Regions from separate parts of the Mustela erminea genome. Here region 2 is linked to region 1. The links are chromatin contacts, called in public Hi-C maps. All regions are on one chromosome and are shown on one strand. Each heading gives the region's core, a stretch centred on a gene start, on an enhancer-like site or on the middle of the called end of the contact. The rest is flanking DNA. Distances are from core to core; before and after follow the strand shown.

Region 1 (5,381 bases), core at 2,111-4,610:
GTAAGGTGAGCTCTTGATTTGAAATTACTTAATTGAAACAAATCAATGTACAGTCAAACCTAGGGGAGAGGGTAAACAGGAAAAAATTCTATACAAAGAGCAGGTGTATTGCGAGTTCCTTCACCTTGTTAAACTAAGAATTATGTACTCAAAATCACATGGTAAACAAGTCACTACTTTGGTTTCAACTGGCCCGTGAAAGTCTGACCACAGACCATAGAAATGTATAATTCTGTATTTAACCTAGTTACAAACTATATGCTGTGCAAACTAAAAAATAACCATCTCCACTATATATCTATCAGCATGGCTGAAATAAAAGATAGTGACACCACCAATTACTGATGGTAAGTAGACACCAGATCACTCAAACATTGCTGCTGGGAATGTATAAAGGTACAGCCACTTTGGAAAGCAGTTTAGCAATTTTTCACCAAACTAAACATGCGCTTATCATATGTATGACACAGCAACTGGACTCCTGGGCATTTATCCCACAGAAACAAAAACAGGTTCATACAAAAAGCAATACACTGATGTTCATAGCGGCTTTACTCCAAATAGCTGAGAACTAGAACTGAGTTGTTCTTCAATGGGTGAATGTTCAGCCTATTGTGGTACATCCATACCATGAAATACTACTCAGCAATAATGAATAAACCTTTGATACATACAACAATTTGGATGGATTTCAAGGGATTATACTGAGTAAAAAAAAGTTAATTCCAAAAAAGTTATATACTTTATAGTTTTGTTTATGGAACATTTTTGAAATGACAAAATTTTAGAAAAGGAGAACAGATTGGGAGGGGGTGTCCTGAAGAAGAGAAGTATAGTTATAAAAGGGCACCAGGGGGCACCTGGGTGGCTTAGTGGGTTAAAGCCTCTGCCTTCGGCTCAGGTCATGATCTCAGGGTCCTGGGATCGAGCCCCGCATGGGCTCTCTGCTCAGCGGCGAGTCTGCCTCCCCCTCTCGCTCTGCCTGCCTCTCTGCCTATTTGTGATCTCTATCTGATAAATAAATAAAATCTCTAAAAAAAAAGGGGGGGGCACCAGGAGGAATCCCTTGTGGTGATGGAAGCATGTTGTAGCTTGACTGTGGTGGCAACACAACAATCTACACACGTGGTAAAAATAATATAGAACCAGGGCAGCTGGGTGGCTCAGTCGGTTAAGTGTCTGCCTTCTGCTCAGGTCATGATCCCAGAGTCCTGGGATGCCATCAGACTCCCTGCTCAGCGGGGAGCTTGCTTCTCCCTCTACCTCTGCCTGCCACTCCCCCTGCTTTTGCTCTGTCACCAAATAAAAAAATAAATAAAATCTTAAAAACAAAACAAAACAAAACAAAAAATACATAGAACCAAATACACACTTGTAAAACTGCAGGAATAATATCACCGGTATGTGTCAAGGTCAGTTTCCCGGTTATGATACTGTACTATATTTTTGCAAGATGTTAGCATTGGGGGAGAATGGGTAAAGGGTATACAGGATCTCTATTGTTCCTTACAGCTGTATGGGACTCTACAATGATCTCAAAACAAAAGTTGAATTTAACAAATAACCATCTCTTATTTTCTTTCCATTTGCGAAGAGAAAAGCAAGTAACATTCTACATTGTTTTCACAAATAAAATAGTCAACTGTCCCAGAAGTAAAATCATTTAAACATAATAAAAGCAGTAATTTATTCAGTTGACCCTTGAGCAACCATGCCCCCAGCTGCTGAAATCTGCATAGAAGTTCTGACCTTTCAAATTTAACTAACAGACTCCGGTTTGATTAGAAGCCTAGCAACACAGCTAACACATATTTTGCATGTTATATGTATTATATACTGTATTTTTTTTTTTTTTTTAAGATTTATGCATTTGAAACAGAGCGAAGTTTGCACCAGCCAGACGAAGAAGATGGAGAGAGAAAGGGAGAATGGAGCTCTCTGCTGAGCAGGGAGTCCAGTGTGGGGCTCATCCCAAGTCCCTGGGATCATGACCTGAGCTGAAGGCAGATGCTTACTCAACCAAGCCACTCAGGTGCCCCTATATACTGTATTATTATAAGGTAAACTAGAGGGGGGCCTGGGTGGCTCAGTGGGTTAAAGCCTCTGCCTTCCGCCCTGTCATGATCCCAGGGTCTTGGGATGGAGCCCCGCATTGGGCTCTCTGCTCAGTGGGGAGCCTGCTTCCTCCTCTCTCTCTCTTTCTGCCTGCCTCTCTGCCTACTTGTGATCTCTGTCAAATTAAAAAAATAATAATAATAATAATAAGGTAAACTAGAGAAAATAAAATGTTAAGAAAATCCCAAGGAAAATACATTTACAGTACTGTACCAGATTTATTGAAAAAGATCTGCCTGTAAATGGACCAGAATAGTTCAAACCCATGCTCTTCAGGGCTCAACTGTACTTCCCTGTGCTAAAGACCCACGAGCTTTTTCTCATGTACTGCACACAAGAGCCCCCTGAGAGGGACACGGCTTGTACTCCTGGTCCACAGAGGAGGATCTGAGGCAAAGAGGCGAAATGACTTCCCCAAGCCATCAGACTAATACCTGGAATCAAATTCAAACAAAATTCTTCCAGCAATACAGTTTTTAACATTCTACTTTTGTTCTGTTCAGTTGTTCTGACCCTAAAAATTAAAAACTGCCATCAAGCACGGAGGACAGGTGTGGAACTGCCACGGGAACAGTGACTGAAACTTGATCAGATGGTCACTTGGGGATGACACAGCCCACCTCCCTCACCTTACAGATGAGGAAAAGGGGTGAAGACACCGGTACAAGTGAGTCGCTGCACCCAGCCCCGCGCAACATGTTTAAAACCGTATCTCGACCCAGTATTTAAGGAAACAGGCTGCTAAATGATAGCAGAGAGGTCACCGCCGGGAGCCCCGCAAAAACAAGGCCAGAAGACTACAGGCTGCCAGGCGTTGCCGTGACCAAGAGCCTCCGTCCGGAGCCAGGGCCAGGGCCGGACAGCCAGCACTCCTCCACGGGCAGCTGGTCTGGCGGGGGTCAGGATGGAGACCTCCGGTGGCCGGCGGCGGGCGGGGGCCGGGCCGAGCGGGAGGCAGGGAGGCTCGCTGGACCCGCCCAGAGGAGAGTTTTCAACCCCCTGTCACGCCCCGACTTTCTCCCAAAGTCCAGAGGACGCTGAGCGGTGAACACCGAGGACGCACGACTCGACAGGCCAGCTTTTCAGTCGACCCAGCCGTGGGAGAAGGAAAAGGGCAGAGCGAAACCACCACCCTAGGCCCGCCTCGCTCAAGGCCTAGCTCCTCTACTCACAGCGCCGGAGGAAGGGAGGGAGCGAGCCAGCGCGCCGCACGTCTACGGCGCCGCGTGCCTGCCCTTCGCCCTCCGCCGCGCGCGTCCATTGGCCCCTGGCACCGCCCTCACGTGGGGCGTCGGTGAGCGCCTCATTGGCCCCTGAGTGGGGGGCGGGGCTAGACTGCGCGGGGAGCTGCAGAGCGTGGGGCTGCAGTGGGCTGAGCTGGAGGCTGAAGGAGGGTAGGGGAGGGGGCGCAGGCGATGGTGCTGGTGCTGCGTTACCTGAGCGGTGCCTGCGGCGGGGTCCGCAGGGGTCTCCCCGGGGGCTTCGCTGCAGCGTGCCGGCCGGCGCCGGGGAGACCCTGGCCACTGTGCCAAGGTGGCCGTAGAGCCAGCACCCGGTGAGTAGCCGCTGGCCTGCCCTCGTCGCTTGTGCTACTAATTCTTTCCGAGGTGCCTCTTCCTGGACCTGTGCCCCTGCTCTACTTCCCTGTCCCGGGCGTGAGAGAAGGTCAAGATCCTGTGGATCCCAGGCGTTCCCTTGTAGGATTCATTCGTTGTGTTGCGTGCCGGATGCGGAGCAAGGCAGCGATGAGTAGAGAGGTCTAGAGCAGTTCTGGTTTTGAATAGCTTCCCTCCACTTCCTATTCAGTCCTTGGGTGGGTTACTGTAGCTCCTTAAAGGCTCAGTTGTGAGTAGGATCCTAGTCTTGCCCGTAGGTTGTCGTTTTGAGGCTTAAAGGACCCACCGCACAAAGCAATCAAATAAACTGTTTATTTGCTGGCATCCCTGGTGTTGCTTGGAAGACCGGGACCAGTTCCTAAATCAGTCGGTTCCTGGCAAACACCCCATAGAGTTGCCCCTGTGAGAAGCAGCTCAGTTGCTAATCAAAGCTTGCACAAGTGAGTGTCCTGTGATTTGAAGTTTGGAGGTCACATTAAAAACCACAGTCTTGTTTGTGGAGCATAACAAATAGCATGGAGGACATGGGGAGATAGAGAGGAGAAGGGAGTTGGGGTAAATTGGAAGGGGAGGTGAATCATGAGAGACTATGGACTCTGAAAAACAATCTGAGGGGTTTGAAGTGGCGGGGGTGGGGGTGGGGGCGGTGGGAGGTTGGGGAACTAGGTGGTGGGTACTATAGAGGGCACGGATTGCATGGAGCACTAGGTGTGGTGAAAAAATAATACAGTTTTTCTGAAAATAAATAAATCAATTTAATTAAAAAAAAAACCAAACCCACCGTCTTTCTCTGCTTTCTGGAGAGGGCGTGGCTTATGCTAAGGCTTTAAAGCTGGAAAGCGCTTGGCTTTTTCCAGAACTAGAAGGTGGGTAAGATGAGTGGGACTGTTCTTCGTGGAACAGAGATGGTGTGGAATGACCCTGGAGAGAGGCTACATCACAGCAGGGTTTTTTATTTTATTTTACCCACATGGAAGTTTATTCTAAGAGCATTGGGAGACTTAAAGGATTTTTAAGAAGAGGGAGTGATTAAATGTTGAGGTTTCAAAAGTTGACTGGCTGCTGTGTGTTAGTGGTTTGGAGGGAGGTTAGAGTGGGATAGGACTTGTGAGTCATGGTGGGCGAGCGTAGACAATTATTTTGGGATTGCTTTTCTTAAGGGAGGAAAAGTAGGGTTAGTGAAGGTTTTGTTTATACTTTTTATTTTGAAATAATTATAGGTCCATGGGAAGTTGCAGAAAAAAACCCACAAGAAGCAAACCCCAAACCAGTGTTTGTATACCCTTCAGCCAATTTACCCCCAATGATAGCATCTTACCTAACTACAGTATAGTATCAAAACTAGGAAATTGAGATTGGCACAATCCACAGACCTTGTTCAGATTTCATCTCCTCACATATGCTTTCATTTGTGTGTTTCTATTCAATTTAATCGTGTTAATTTGTGTAACTGCCACCATAAAATACAGAAATGTTTCATTACCACAGAGACATCTCTTGTGTTACCAGTCCCTTTATTTATTTATTTATTTTCAAAGATTTTATTTATTTGACAGACAGAGATCACAAGTAGGCAGAGAGGCAGGCAGAGAGAGAGAGAGAGAGGAGGAAGCAGGCTCCCCGCGGAGCAGAGAGCCCAATGTGGGGCTG
Region 2 (5,381 bases), core at 1,518-4,017, 190 kb before region 1:
ACAACAGGATTATTTATAACTTACATTCTTTCTTAGCTACTGAATACACAGGTAGAACCAAGTTGAGAACCGAATACGGGAACCCTGCTACCAGTCTTCATAAAAACCTAAAATCCACCCTGGGAATCAAGGTTAATAAAAAAAGCATTTTAACATATCAGATGATCATTTCAAGCTGGATAAAAAAAGGAATGCTCATTGCCTTCCTCAACTCTTTTTTTATTTTAAAAAAAAATCTTATTTACTCCTATATTTTTAAAAGATTTCATTTTTAAGTAATTCCCAAGTGGGGCTCAAACCTACAACCCTGAGATCAAATGTCACGAGCTCCATCGACGGAACTAGCCAGGGACCCCCAATTCTTCTTTTTTTAAAACTCTCATCATAATGACCTGATACTGATTCTGAATGAAATACATGTTCTACTGCTGTCCAGAATTCAAAATAGAATTCTTTTATACTTTGAAAACACAGCTCATCAATAGACAACTGACCCTAATTAGTAACAGAAAGAATAGCTGAACTATTTGAAAATCTAAATCATAATTGTGGCAGATGTCTCCCAAGATTTAATTAATTTATATCTAACAAATCCATGGAGCAATAAACTCAATCACCCAGAGTAACATTTTGCAACTAGGTGATGCTGGGAGGTTCATCAGGAGATTATATAGGTTAAGCCTATATGTTTCATACACAAAAATTATTGTCCTCATGCTCTGTTCTGTCACACTTAAGAGTTTTAATTAGTCTTTCTATCTTAGCTAGTAACTTGTGAACCTTACCAGGTAGAAGTTAAAAAATTTTATGTCCCCGTTTTTGCTTTTGTTTATTTCAGTACTGGATAAAGTTGAAGCCAGAAACCACAGATTATAATTAGCATTTTACCGAAGAACCATTATAGGCCATTATATAGATAAGAATAAAATCTGGAAGATATTTACACGTCAGGTATCATAAAGACAGAAAAAATACATGATATTGAAGCTGGGATGAAGGGCCTATCAGGCTATATTTATTCTTATTCCATACCTTGTTATAATATTGTGTAGTTTGTAAGAAACTCTCCTGTGAGCTACAATTTTTTAATTATTATTTTCTTTATATTACATTATTTTTCAAAGATTTTTAAAAAGCTTTTATTTATTTATTTGGGAGAGAGAGAGTGAGAGCAAGAACAAAGGGAGAGGGAGAAGCAGACTCCCCACTGAGCAAAAAGCCCCCTTGGGACTCCATTCCAGGACCCTGAGATGCTGGCCTGAGCCAAAGGCAGACGCTTAACCGACTGAGCCATCCAGGTGCCCCACATTATTTCTTTTTATTATTGAAACTATGTGCTTGATTGTTTAGGCTGTAAAATTAAATTTATGTACCATATGTTTATTTTATGGAAACTGAACTTGAATTTCTCTGCCAACCATGTAATATTTAACTCACTAGCTATGAATTCACTGATCTTGTTTAAATGAACTCAACCAGTATTTTTAAATCCTTAAGATTCTTTTGGAGTTGGAATAAAGCAAATGTTTTCCTGTTTGCATCAATTGTGGTACAAGTAATGATTATAACAGACACATTTTTTTAAGTACCACGTAGAATTTCAATTTTTTCCATGCTGTCCACGTCCGGGTTGATGGTCAAAGCATATGGATCTGCCATTGCTGGCAACATAAAAACAGCTGCACTCCGCTGTTGAAGCCTATGACCTCAGACTTTTTATTGCCCGATTCATATCAAACACTGTGTTTCAAGAATAGCATCCTTGAAGGATTATCAGATATTTATCCTTGTTTCAAACCGGGAATTCAGAGTTTCCAATTTATGCAGGCTCATGAGGTAAACACTTTTCTAAAGTCTTCGTATCAGAACAAGATGTGGCTCGCTTGATCAATTGCTTCATTGTGATCTCAAAACCACTATAAAACCCTCTGCTTTGACCAATTTTTTTGCATTGTTCTGGTATCCTATTTTCCCTCTCTTTAGTAGCATACCTATTTAGCAGCTACCTATTTCTTCATTTATTTACTTTTACCTTGTAGTATAGTATGTATTTTCTGTATGCTGCCTCAAATTCTCTGGAATAACTCAAGTATAAATAAGTAAGAATAAATTTCAGACTAGAGAAAGGATCAATGCTTATAGGGTCAAAGGAAGAAAGAAAGAATCTACGACAGTAAACAAGTACTAGGATACCAATAGAACATTTGAAAAGATTTTGAGTCATTGAAGCCAAAAGTATGTGCCCACCAAAACAAGTGCCAAGAAGCTTTGAAAGAAGGAACTGTTCTTCAACAATTTTTTCAATGCAGCAAACACATAGGCTTTGTCCATAGAGCATGTAAGTCTGAGCTTACTTATGTTCCCTAAATAAGTGCCCTTTGTGCGCAAAGCACAAGAAAATACATATATTCCTTGTCCTGTTAAGGTATAAATTTAATTTCTACATTATACAGTTAATTACAATGGTCACCAACAAGGAGTGTATTGCCCAAGAACAGAATTGAATTGGATGTTCTAAACCACAAGCCCACCATCTGCAACCTGCTCTTCTGTGATTTTTCAGTTACTAAATGCATTGGCTGAGTGTTTCTCTGGCTTTTCTGTTCAAAGCCTCTACTGAACTCTAAAAATACCTTTGCCAGTATACATAAATCTGGCAACTTTCTTTCTACTTTCAGAACAGGGCTGGACCCGAAACTGCAAAAGAGCTTGTGAAACACCAGCCAAATTACTTCCTCGAACTCCTGTTCCATATTCTGGGCACTGTGAAGCATAACCTCTTCCATTTGACAACCTTTTTTATAATCCTGTAAAATGCCTTATAAACACTCTCTTGGATGTCAGATGCAAAACCTTATCCTCTTCAAGCTGCAGATAACGATACTGAGATACCACCAAATATGATGTCTTGTCCCAGATCACATACTGAGAAGGTAAGTAGATTCAGAATCCCTTTGCGGTCTCTGCTTTTGTTTTCGCTTCTGCAGAACACCCGGTCTCATTCAAGGAGCAATCCCCGCGGTGAGGCACCGCGCGGTGCCCAACAGGGATAAAGGCCACTGAGACTTTCTGGGAATTCAGGCTTGCAGAAATGTCGTGGAAAAAACTCGGCAGAAGACAGGTTGTGCAGGTGTGCAGGGAAGCCTCAAACTGGTACCACTGGCAATGATTTGCAAAACAGGAAGGTGCAGTAGGGTGTGCCGCGGCTTAGTTCACCCGGCACTCCCCCACCTCCTTCCCTGGCGCCCCACGGCCAGGTTACTTCTGGCCCAGTGCCCTCAGCGTACCTTTTCCGTGTTGAACTGGAAAGGCTGCCCTCGTGCCCACCCTTGTCCCTGTACCCGTCACCCTCCAGATTTACCTGACGCAGCTGGGGGCGGTTTAGCGGAGGCCCGTCGGTTCAAGAATGCCCGCGGGCGTCCGTAATCTCCGCGGGTAGCACAGCCCGGGCCCCGAAAGGACGCGCCCGGCCGGGGGGGCCCGGCGGCCTGGCGGCCGGGAGGGTGTCGTGTCCCGACCAGGCCTCAGGGCGGCACTCTGGTCCCGCGGCCGGCGCGCTCGGGCGGGCCGCTGGGCGCCGACCCACGCTGGCCGGGAACGTTTCACCCGGTGACGCAGCCCCGGGTGGGGGACGTGGTGCGGCGGCGGCGGCGGCGGCGGCGGCGGCGACGGTACGCGCCTCCGCCGCCTGCGAGAGGACGTGCGGTGCGGCGGGAGGCGGCGGCCCGGAGACCTGGAGTGGCCGGCGGGCGCCGGGAAAGCGGGACGCGGGCGCCGGCGAGGAAGTAGGTCCCAGACTCGGCGCTCAACAAAGAGCGGGGCCGCCCCCCTCGGATACCGAGCGGGCCCCCGGCTCCCGGCGGGCGGGGAGACCGGCCGGGCTGTTCGCGGGCGGCCAGGAGGGGGAAGGGCCGCGACCGGGCCGCGACTGCGGGGCGCGGGGGACCCTCCTAGGCCCGCTTGTCCGCGGCCCCCGGCGGGGCGGAAGGGAAGGGGCTGGGCCGCTCGGGGTTGTAGTGGTTGCTTGTCCCTCGTGCAGGCGGAGCTGCGGGCAGAGGCTCCATGTTGGGAAGCGGCGCCGCTCGTCCTCGTTAGCGGGAATCGGGGCGCCGCGGGCTGAGCCGGCGGGGGCCGGGCCCTGAGCGAAGATGGAGGCCCCGCTGCGGCCTGCCGCGGACATCCTGAGGCGGAACCCGCAGCAGGACTACGAGCTCGTCCAGAGGGTCGGCAGCGGCACCTACGGGGACGTCTACAAGGTGAGGCAGGCCGGGCCCGGGGCCGGGCTCCTTTCCTGAGGTCGGCTGGCTCTCGGGAATAGGGCCACTTTCTGGCGGAGTATGAGACGTGGGGAAGATGCCTTTATTGTTGCATCTTGGGGATGTAGCGGCCTGGGTTCCTTTTTTACTGAGCTCAGAGCACCCTGTGTTCATTGCTTGCTCTGATCGCCACCAACACGCAAAACTAACCACACCTTTGCAAACCACGGCGGTACTGAGTGTGTGTGGTATAAAGGCTTTTTATGTCTTTTTTGTGGCATTGAGGGAAGTTCGAATCTGCTTTTAGAGTTGCACATGAGGATGTGCTAGTCTTAGCATGGAAAAATGCTTCATGGAAGACAGTAGATGAGAAGAATATTGACATTAGGCATTTGCATTTAAAGAAAAAATTCTTAAGTGGATGAGCTTGATTTAAAAGTCATTATGAAACCAGGTCTGTCATTAATTGTAAGCAGTGTAATACCAATTAAAATGATGTGTGCACGGACATTATTCTGTGGAGAATTCAGCTTTTCCTGGCAGATGTTTCATCGTTTGTATTTGGTTGATTCCCCCCCCCCCCCCCCGCCCTACTTTAGCAGTTCCACTCTCAGGGATTTAGAACATTCCATGACCAAGAAGGGGTAGGAGCTGTTGTCTTCTTAATTGTGCTCTTTTGCATTATTTGAGATAAATGGGGAAGGGAAGGTACTTTTAATTTGGGATTAAAGAAAAATTATGGAGAAGCAAACTGAATTCTGTAAATCCATTGAGTTCTTGAAGGATTAAAAAGAAAGAAGATTGTTTCAGATTGTTTTATGGTTTTTGTTTTCTATTTTAAAAGAAGCGTTAATACAATTCATGTGGCTATATTAAAGGACATTTCCTTTGATTTTTGCAACAGTTTGTTTATTGGGTTTAATCATGATATATGTTCCATTATTCCAAACAACACTCCTGCATATAGCTGAAATGGCCTCCTTTCATATGGGTAATTTACTGTCCACTCCTCTGGGGTATGTTATTGTATTGCACAGATGGTAAAATGTAAAGAAAACATCCTTTTTTTCCCTCCTTTTCTGCTTTTATTATTCCATTAATAATAATGATGCCGAGTGGTATATG

The links. A called contact is a pair of places that touch in the nucleus more often than the background predicts.
Region 2: a contact with region 1 is called in a Hi-C map of spleen, with 5 times the contacts expected there. The contact joins the promoter of MAP4K5 here to the promoter of L2HGDH in region 1. A contact is called at or near these places in 3 of 3 Hi-C or Micro-C datasets (fibroblasts, skeletal muscle and spleen).

Annotation. Positions count from the first base shown.
Region 1 is chr5:99,203,210-99,208,590 of mMusErm1.Pri, reverse strand. L2HGDH (L-2-hydroxyglutarate dehydrogenase, mitochondrial) reads left to right here and starts at 3,360. Exons shown (of 10, transcript XM_032344187.1): 1 at 3,360-3,670. The coding sequence starts at 3,531. It overlaps DMAC2L (ATP synthase subunit s, mitochondrial), which reads right to left and starts at 3,413. Exons shown (of 4, transcript XM_032344202.1): 1 at 3,288-3,413. The coding sequence starts at 3,376.
Region 2 is chr5:99,389,388-99,394,768 of mMusErm1.Pri, reverse strand. MAP4K5 (mitogen-activated protein kinase kinase kinase kinase 5) reads left to right here and starts at 2,767. Exons shown (of 33, transcript XM_032344182.1): 1 at 2,767-2,933; 2 at 4,040-4,256. The coding sequence starts at 4,149.